2 separate regions of the Mus musculus genome follow, and region 1 is linked to region 2. A link is a contact called in public promoter capture Hi-C data. All regions are on one chromosome and are shown on one strand. Each heading gives the region's core, a stretch centred on a gene start, on an enhancer-like site or on the middle of the called end of the contact. The rest is flanking DNA. Distances are from core to core; before and after follow the strand shown. Region 1 holds the start of Dlc1 (deleted in liver cancer 1). Region 2 holds the start of Trmt9b (tRNA methyltransferase 9B).

Evidence for each region. Promoter capture Hi-C pulls out the DNA fragments that hold promoters and counts their contacts.
Region 1: a promoter capture Hi-C map of embryonic stem cells shows a contact between it and region 2, with 5 times the contacts expected there. The contact joins the promoter of Dlc1 here to the promoter of Trmt9b in region 2. A contact is called at or near these places in 3 of 39 promoter capture datasets (embryonic stem cells and stem cell-derived epiblast-like cells) and 1 of 115 datasets of contacts at active chromatin or transcription factors (cardiomyocytes).

Annotation. Positions count from the first base shown.
Region 1 is chr8:36,949,389-36,954,191 of GRCm38.p6, forward strand. Dlc1 (deleted in liver cancer 1) reads right to left here and starts at 3,054. Exons shown (of 18, transcript NM_001194940.2): 1 at 2,733-3,054.
Region 2 is chr8:36,456,780-36,461,174 of GRCm38.p6, forward strand. Trmt9b (tRNA methyltransferase 9B) reads left to right here and starts at 1,307. Exons shown (of 5, transcript NM_176952.5): 1 at 1,307-1,604.

The DNA.
Region 1 (4,803 bases), core at 1,804-4,303, 490 kb after region 2:
ATTCAGACAGCCCCACAGCACAGTGACTCTCAATCTGTGGGTGTTGACCTCAGAATGACTGTTTCATAGCAATCGCCTATCAGATATTCTGCATGTCAGCTATTTACATTACAATTCACACTTGTAGCAAAATTACAGAGCAGTAACAGGTAAGTTTATGATTGGGGGTCACCACAACACGAGGGGCTGCATTAAAGGGTCACAGTATTAGGAAGGTTGAGAAGCCCTGATCTAAGGCAAGGACAACTGTTAGAAACAGAACACATTAGCCTTTTGGGGAAAATCTTTTGCCTGGAAAGCACACTGCAGCGTAGGAAAGGATGTATGCTACAGAGGATCTAGCCAACCCTTCATTTGAAGTCTCCCTGGTCAGTCCTTACATAATGCAAAAGAGGTACCTAGTATGTGACTAGAGCATGTGTTCTCAACCTGTGGGGCGTGACCCCTTTGGAAGTGGGGTCATATTTTTGGAAAATTGTATGGAATAGTATACAAAGATAGTATGCCTATTTCCAAATCTCTTTCATATTAGATATTTGTATTAGTAGTTATAACTGTGGCAAAATTACAGTTATGAAGTAGAAACAAATTAATTTTATGGCTGGGAGTCATCACAACATGAGAAACTCTTAAAGGGTCCCAGCATTAGGAAGGTTGAGAACCACTGTACTAGAGAATATTATTGAGACCATAGAGTATATGTGTGGACTAAAGGTGGAAAAAAATGTAGAATGCACACACTTGCATTTTCTTATGGAGCCTCTTGGCTCTTAGAATTGGAAATAGGGGGCAGAAATATCTAACTGAGATAATAGAGAGATTGTTGAGAGTCTTGAGGCAATTATAAGTGAGGGTCTTAAAATTACACCTGAAGGTCATTGGTAGGGATAACGTTTTTACTGTGCCAGTTGAGTATAAGGTTATGAAAGGGGCAAGTTCCTCATTAGGTCATTTTCTTGAAAGACACACTGGTTTTAAATGAGTTATTTAAATGACTCATTATAGCATATAGGTTGGCTGGCTTGACATGAGAATAAGATTTAGCAAAATAGTCATTAAAAAAAAAAAGCAACTACTTTAAAGTCTGAGATGAGAGCCTAATGAATCCTTTTAAGAAATCTTAGCCATTGAGAAAACGGTGTTAATCAGAAAGGTTGATTTTCTTTTCAGAGAAGGAGAATTCTAATTTCCTTTTTGAAAGTTGGCCTCCTGTAGGTGGACACAATGATACTTTGTTGTGCATAGTTATTGTTTGAGAGTAAGGTCTGTGGTACAAAGCCCATAACACATGAGGCAGGGGACTATGGTTCCCTTGTCATCTAGTGTCCTAGCCAGCTGTGTGACCTTGGACAGTACACTTTTGAATGCTATTCTTTAGCTTCCTCATTGGTGATCCCTGACAACACCAGAGAGTGATATTTTAATGCTCTTTCTTTCCCTGAAAGGAAAATTCTACTTGGTCGTTTTGTAAAATATTTCAGACTATATTGCACATAGTAGGCAATTGCTCTCCTAAAGCCACAGAATTTCACTTCCTACATAGTAAAATCTGCTTTTTCTCATTTTTAAAAGCTTAACAAAGTTTAAATTGTTAGCAACAACATCAAAGCATCAATATAAATCACTCTAGGCTAGAAATTAAAAATTCTATTAGCTAACACACCAAATGGTCATCTTGTCCTTTATAGAAGTTTATGATTAACATCCTTATTGGTTTCTTATGATCCTACTGGCAAACCTGTTATCCATCCTTCACTTACTGCATTTTGTGTTTGGTTCACAGATTTGGAGATAGGCATAATATCTTTGCATACTATTCCATACAATTTTCCAAAAATAATTTCCTTCTAAATATAACATCATCTTTGTTATTGTAACTCTGGGTTATATCAGCCATTGCTACATTTATTTACTCCGGGACCACACATTTAACCATTAAGACAATTTAGAAGGCTGAAGCATGGTGACTATTTGACTTGACGATGACAGAAAATACGAATGAATGGTCAGCTAGATTCTCCCATGACTGATGTGATTGTACAGATTTGCTTCAGCAACACGGAGTGTTCATACAACATGAGATCTGAGCGGCGAATCCAAGTTTAATGTTAACAAAACCCGATTCTGACACTTATGTTCCCAAACTGAAATTAAATGTGCAGAGACAGAAATAACCTGTAAACTTGTATGTCATTACTTCTCTTAAAATAACAATTTACGTTGTGTGTTAGTAACAGGGTAAGTGACTGAAACTAGCTGGAAATACTAGAGAATTTGATTTTCAGAGTTTTCAGTAAGACGCTGATTATTGTTTGAAAGCACATTACTAAGAAAAAACGTTATAATGTTATGTCCTCTTTTTGTTGGGAAAACAGAGAGGAGAAAGGAGTTTCTAAAGTTTCACACTTCAATCTGAGAAGATTCATTGGCCCCCAGATATGCTACACCTATCAGCAGCGGCGCGTTACAGATGGATTGGTCAGTAAGTTAAGAATAAAAAGAAATCAGAAGAAAACATTTCTGCATGGGGAAAGAGACTCGAGCTACGTGGAACATATTTTAGAAATGACATTTTGCTCAAAAGATTTTGACTCCCCGCTGTCTACTGACTACACAGTTTTCCCCCTTCTGCTTTTCAGGGCTCAGCTCTGAAAGCAGTCAACAGCTGGCTGAAGATGGCAAGGTTTTCCAGCTCTGTCTCCTACATGACAGTCGCAGCAGCAGCCTCTTACCTGGACCAGGAGTTGCTGTTACCGCCAAGGCATGATGCTATTCCAGCCAGGCTAGGAGAGGAGTCTGTCCCGGTTAGCGGCTCCAAAAAATCTAAGTTCACATTGCTGGCTGAGGTCACGGCTCTATTCTGAGCAGTTCTCCTTAACGCAGTGTGTGATTCTAACAAAAAACCCCCTCTGCAGCTGGAGAGAGCCTCAGCTAACGCCGGATCCTGTCAAGGCGTTCCTAGTGACTTCTGTCCTCTAAATGCAGACTGATGTTTTGCGAGAGAGGGGCCTCCACCAGCAGGCCCAGATTGCCTGCAAAGTATTTCCTGCCTCCGAGAAGTTTGCATGTGAGAAAGCCTGCACGAAGCCGGAGGGGAGGGGCTGAGCAGAGCCGCCTGGGCGTTGAAGCTCTGATTTTACACAGAACCAAAGTGAGTTTGTCAAAGCTCTTGAGATGATTAGTTAGCGTCAGAAAGTCCTAGAGTCCTTCCTATCCCACAGGGCTCGTGGAAAACAAGGAAGGAAGAGAGTGCAGCTCTCCCCTCTGCACAGTGTTACTTTCTACTGTGTTAAATGGAGAACACTTCTCCTAATTCTCATTTCAAAAGTTTTCTAAGACAGATGAAGTCTGAGCCTTTTAATACCGTAATTCTTCTAAAGTTTAGAACCTTAAAAAATAACTTCAAAATTTAAATCCTGGACTTGGGGAAGGAAAAAAAATCTGTAAGTAAAATTCCGAGAATCGAGGAAACAGAGAATTTTCTTCTCTCTCTCTCATCCCCAGAATTCTGAACAGAACACAGTGGTTTGTGTTACAGCACGTGAAGCCTCCTTACCTCCAGTAAGGGATCCTCCAGTTACAGACAACCACGGCTGCAAAGGCTGGAAAGGCTGGAGAAGGCAGACTCCATCTTGATCAAGTTAGAAGTCCTGCTGACATAAAACACTTGCGATGCTTCCTCCAGCATGGCCGAGTCTCTCAATCACATCTCTAAAGTGGCTAGCAGAGTGTATGCCTCCTTCCCCAGACAGCTTGTGAACTCTCATCTGTTTATCTTTTCTGCTTTTGTGCCTCCACTGCGTGACTTCCTCCTAGCTGCTCCGGCCTGGGAGCTAGGACTACCATTTGGTTTTGATTAAAACCAGACAGCCAACTCTGGAGAATTTAGGGAATAAGCTAATGGAAACTGCGAATATGGCTTTAATTAGTGCATCAATTAATAATAGATGTTAGCTTGTCTTATAATAAGATGTCACAAATGCAGAGCTCAAATCATTTCTGGAAAGAATTCATACAGAGTCTCTTTTATGACCCAGAGTTCTCCCTCAGGGAAAGTGCAAGGGTAAGACGGACAGTGGCCTTGGGACATGTAGGTTTGTGGCCAGGCCAGTGGGATAGCTTCCTTGTTTACACCAGAGAAACGGGAAACAACATCTGTCCATTTATCTTATTTGGTTGAAACTACTCAGTAATCGTTCCCTTTCATTTTAGTTACATTAAAAGAGTTCATTCTATAGCTCTAGGTGACTTAACTAGTCCTTTAAAAAATGATTAGGAATTCGATGAATCTAATTATTGACTCTGTGTGAGGGTTGTACAATTTTAGCTTGTCAATAATATAAAATTTAAGAATAATTCCAATATCCAAGTAAGAAATAAGTATAAAACCACATAATGAGATGCAGGAGAAATTAAGCCTGCATGTCTCAACAGCTGTCCTCTTATCTGAACGCTAAGTGGTTTTTCATTGTTTATATATATTCTCAGGTGGTCTTAATTTCTACAAATGCATGCAGGTCTTCCAGTATCATAATGGCCATCTTTTACTTTTCCTTGACAACACCGTGTAGGTGATAACTTGACCAAGTATGATGTTAGAGCTACTGCATCTTTTTTCACTGGACAACTGACATAGCTCAGAAAACACAATTTAGACAAAAGTCAAATAGGAAAAACAGGTTTAAGCCATGCACAAGCTGAAACATGAGATGATTCTAACATAAACATACTAGCAGGGCTTGCCATGGGGACAAAGGTCTGGAACCCCAGCTCTTGGGAGACAGGAGTACAAGTTTAGCTTAG
Region 2 (4,395 bases), core at 57-2,556:
TGCCACTCCTGCGTCCCATCCTTTTTCCTTGGGTCCTGGCGCTCCTCTGTCACCTCTCCCCTACTTCCTAGCCTGTGCAACAACCCTAAGGGTTCTGTCCCGTCTCCTTTGGCCACTGGCCGCTAACATCTTTATTGATCGATCAGAAACCACATGTGTGCCTCAGCACCTGCAGAGGTTTCTACAGAGGACTAGGAGATGGTTATTTTGTTATTTGTGACATTGCAATAGAAATCCAAACAGAAGTTCTCCCTGGGCCACCCCAGTAGCCTGAGTACTAGAACACTATCCCTGAATTAAACTAATCTCCAGCAGTCCTCCTTGTGGCGTTTTAAATGCACATTGTCTTTGTGAGACCTTAAGATGAGTCCTTACCAACACTTATAACAGGACAGAAACTCAACAACATCAGGGTCTTATCCAAAAGCCAGCAAAGCATTACTGAATGTATTGGGCTCCGACTCCGGGGAACATGTATTTAAAAAAAAAAAAAAAAAGTACAAAGAACCCTGCCTGTAACTGTGTTGTTTACGAATAGGGGTTGAAGGTTACCAGCTAAGACACTGAAAGCAATTAACACTATTATTGCAAAAACAATGATCTATATCCATTTTGGGTGATCGCTTCTATATCCCACCCTGCACTGTTGTGATATACGCGGCTTTTGACCCGCTCGTTTTAGCAAAACATTCAAAAGATTGAGCAAGCGTGCCTGTGCGGTGACAGGCTGGACTTGATTCCTCCAATCCTGAGTCAGCCCACGTGCCCAGATACCCGGTAGGGATTTTTCCTTTACAGTAGGTTGCGGTCAGGATCAAAGGGGAAGAGTTGGGCTCAGGGTCACGTGGTGTCACCACAGGTACTGAGCTGCGCTTAAGGCCCGCCAGGTGTACCCGCCCAGTGGCGTCTCTCCCACTTAGGACCCTTCACCCCACCAGACACTGGAGGTGGGAGACAGGAAGGTCATCCTGAGCCCAGCCTCTGGCGCGTCCGGGCGCGGCGATCGCAGGGGACAGACAGAGCAGCCACACGGCTTGGGCTACGCCGCGCGCCCGCGCCGCGCCGAGCCGACTCGGAGGCGCCGCGGGCTTGCGGTTGTAGCCTGGGGAGAGGTGAGGGCGGGCCCAGGCGGTGGGGACTCCGCTGGGTGGGGGTCGTGGGAAGTCGCAGCTGTCACTCTGGCGCCCAAGCGGTGCAGCTCGGCAGGAGGTCCCCACCGGAGCCTGAATGCGCGCGGCCTCGCGGCTGCATTCCAACTTCTCTACGGAGCCGCGCTCTAGCCCGGGCGCGCGCTTCCGTCCCGCGCGTACTCCCAAAAACCCTTCCCCGCCCCCTGTCCCTCTCTCTAGTCCTCTCCCTTTCATTCTCACGCTCCTAGGCCGACCCGTGGAAGTTGCATCCTGGATAGCCCGGGCTGCGCTACTGAAGAGCTCCGAGCTAGAGCTCGGCCGAGCCTCCCGCCCGGATCCCGGGCAAAGACCGCCCAAAACCTGGTGCTGACCTTCGTCTGCACCGCTCTATGGTGACCCGAATCTCCGCTGCCCGAGTTGCAGCGGCTGTGCACCCCAAGGACTGCCAGAGCGCCCGGGAATCTGCAAGCCTGGGTGAGTTCCTGGTCTTTCTCGGCCATCCTTGTTAATGGTGGGAGAACCTGTTTACCCTGCAAACTTGAGATGTGACCAAAGCAGAGCAGCATGCCTTGCAGGACGTTTTTCAGATGGCAGGGAGGATAAATAGGCTCTCGGAGTCCAAGGCGACAAGCTCAGAAGTATAAAGGTGAAGTTGTATTTTTGTTTCTGGTCGCACGTGTATCTTTCCCTTTAAAAGCCGTGACTTGGGAAATGGTTTTCTACCCAGCAGGAGGCGGGAACTAAGATAACTCAGCAGCCTGAAAGTTTCCAAAGCTGAGAATGAAAATACAGTTTATTGGAAGGAAAGTCAAAACAGGATGGTGGGATCTATACAATGATACGTGCCTCCTGTGTGCGCCTGTTAGAATTAACTTGAGCTCTTTGTCAGAAATAACATATAAAAAGAGACAAAGATGCAAACAACTCCGAGCCCGGCCTTTCTTTATGTATTAGTTGGTGTGCATGAAATCTTTAAAATGCACCTAGGAAATTTCATGCAGGAAAAGACTATATCCGTCTAGCTTGGAAATTAAGGTTATTCCTAATACACCAGTAAAGGGCATTTAACACTCCCCCTCCCCAGCCCCCAGATAAAAGCACTGTTATTCCTATAGCCCGTTAAGGTATCTATTCTTTCTGCTTCCTGGGGGGGGGTGATTAATTTGTATTGAAATTTAGTGAAGGGAAAGTTGTTGGATTTTTCAGAGATCAAGAAGCCTGCTACAGCCGTGTAAACAGCTCTGGTGATGTGATCCATCAGTGACCTAGGGACACTTGGGGTGGGTCTCTGGAGATAAAGATCTCTGGGGAGGAATGTCCAGGAGCCACTGGCTGGCTGTGTGTGGTGCATTTAAAAGGAGACTGTGACAAGTTGCAAAGCATCCAATCACTAAGGAAACCATTGCAAAGAACTGCTGCTTTGTTGATGGCCACGTCTGAAAAGAGGGCCCTCTATAGGCTCCGTTCCTCACTGGAAAGAAAGCCTGCCTCTAGAAAGATCTGGTTGCTCTAAAGATGCTCTTTGAAAATACTTCATCCTTTGGCGTGTGTGTGTGTGTGTGTGTGTGTGTGTGTGTGTGTGTGTGTGTGTCTTGGTATATCTAAGGTAGTTCAGGTATTCTAATGTTTCTCCTTGCGGAAGGGATGGTGACATTGAAAATGACTGGTCTGCATAGTTAAGAACTTAACCTGATTTTAAATGTAGGGACCAGGGGGCAGAGCATTCCCACGAAACTGTAAACCTTCATTTTGTGTGTTTGTTTGTTTGTTTGTTTTATAAAGCTGAATCTTACTGGTTTGGAGGACTCTAAACAAGAAGTGCTAAGTGGGCTTAGTTCTGAAGTGTCTGCTTCTTTAAGACTTGGGCTATGTGTGTCTATCTGACTATCAAGGTTCTGTCACTGCTTTGAAGAAGCCACAAGCCAGACACAGTTGGCAATACAGAGTAACTTGATGTTGAGAGGACAGTTCTCGGTGATGCTCTGGCTCTGATTAGGATCTGAGCAAAAGATGTCATTGGAATGAGCCTTTGGCATGGCCAGTTGTCGTGATCTGTCGTCGTCCACGTCTGTGGTCATCTGTACATTCCTGGTCTCACTCTTACACAAAGGAGGATGTGTTCTAGATATGTAGCGGGGAAGTGTGAGGAAAGCTGCCAACTGTGTTTGAGGAGAGACGGGGGTGTGGGGGGGCGGGGGGGGGGGACTAAATCCAAACTGAGCTCAACTCATAATTGGATCCCCAAGAACCCTGGAAGAAGAGTGATGTTAAGAGGTTAGGTGAGTGCCCCTTAGCTTTTGTGACTCACTTCTCCAGATAGCCTGAGAGAGAAATTTGCTTAAGACCCTTTGATGAGAGGTTCTTCTCAAAGTGAGTGAATGTCATTCATTATTAGGGGACACTTCGAAACCAAAGAAACCAAAGAAGCAAGTAAGGAGGGCTTTCTTTCTTTCTTTCTTTCTTTCTTTCTTTCTTTCTTTCTTTCTTTCTTTCTTTCTTTCTTTCTTTCTTTCTTTCTTTGAGCTGTAACTAAATCTTCTAAACTGAAACCTGGCTCAAGCCTTTTCCTCATCTGTGACATGGGCATAATGACTTCTCTCTGAAGGCAGTTGTGGGGAGTGCATAAGTGGTGATTGTAAAATGCTTAGTTTGCTTTTAAAGGTGAGCAATTATAAAGAGTGGGTAGAGGGTCTGGAGAGACACTTCCATGGTAAATAGTACTCAAGGCTCTCACTCAGAGAACCAAGAGGTCATATCCCAGCATGGGAGCATCAGGCATAAATGCCTATAACTCCAGGTGTCCAAGGGATGAAACACCTCCTTCTGGTCCCTCTGGGCACTTGTATACACACACACACAAACCCATTTGTGTGTGCACGTGCACATATCTGGGGGAGGGGAGGAGACAGGCAGAGAGACACACTGGGTAGAAATAGAAGTGAACTGGGTGTATTGACACAAGTGACACCCCCCTGCAGTTGCACAGCGGGTTTACTGCATTGTTGGCTGAAGTGAAGATTTGCCTACAGAACTACCCGATAAGTGGAATTCCCAAGTCAGCCCATCAGGACACATGAAAGAAGAACATTTAATGGAAACTGAACACTACCTGTCCATAAGTAAGGGCTGGGAGAACTACCCAGAGCACAGGCATCTTTGACAGGAGCTGTGTGAAGGAGGCAGAAACGGTAGGGCTAGCCTGGGAGAAATGTGATTTTTTTTTTTAATTTTATATAGTCTTTGTAGAAATCTTGGGATATGGGAC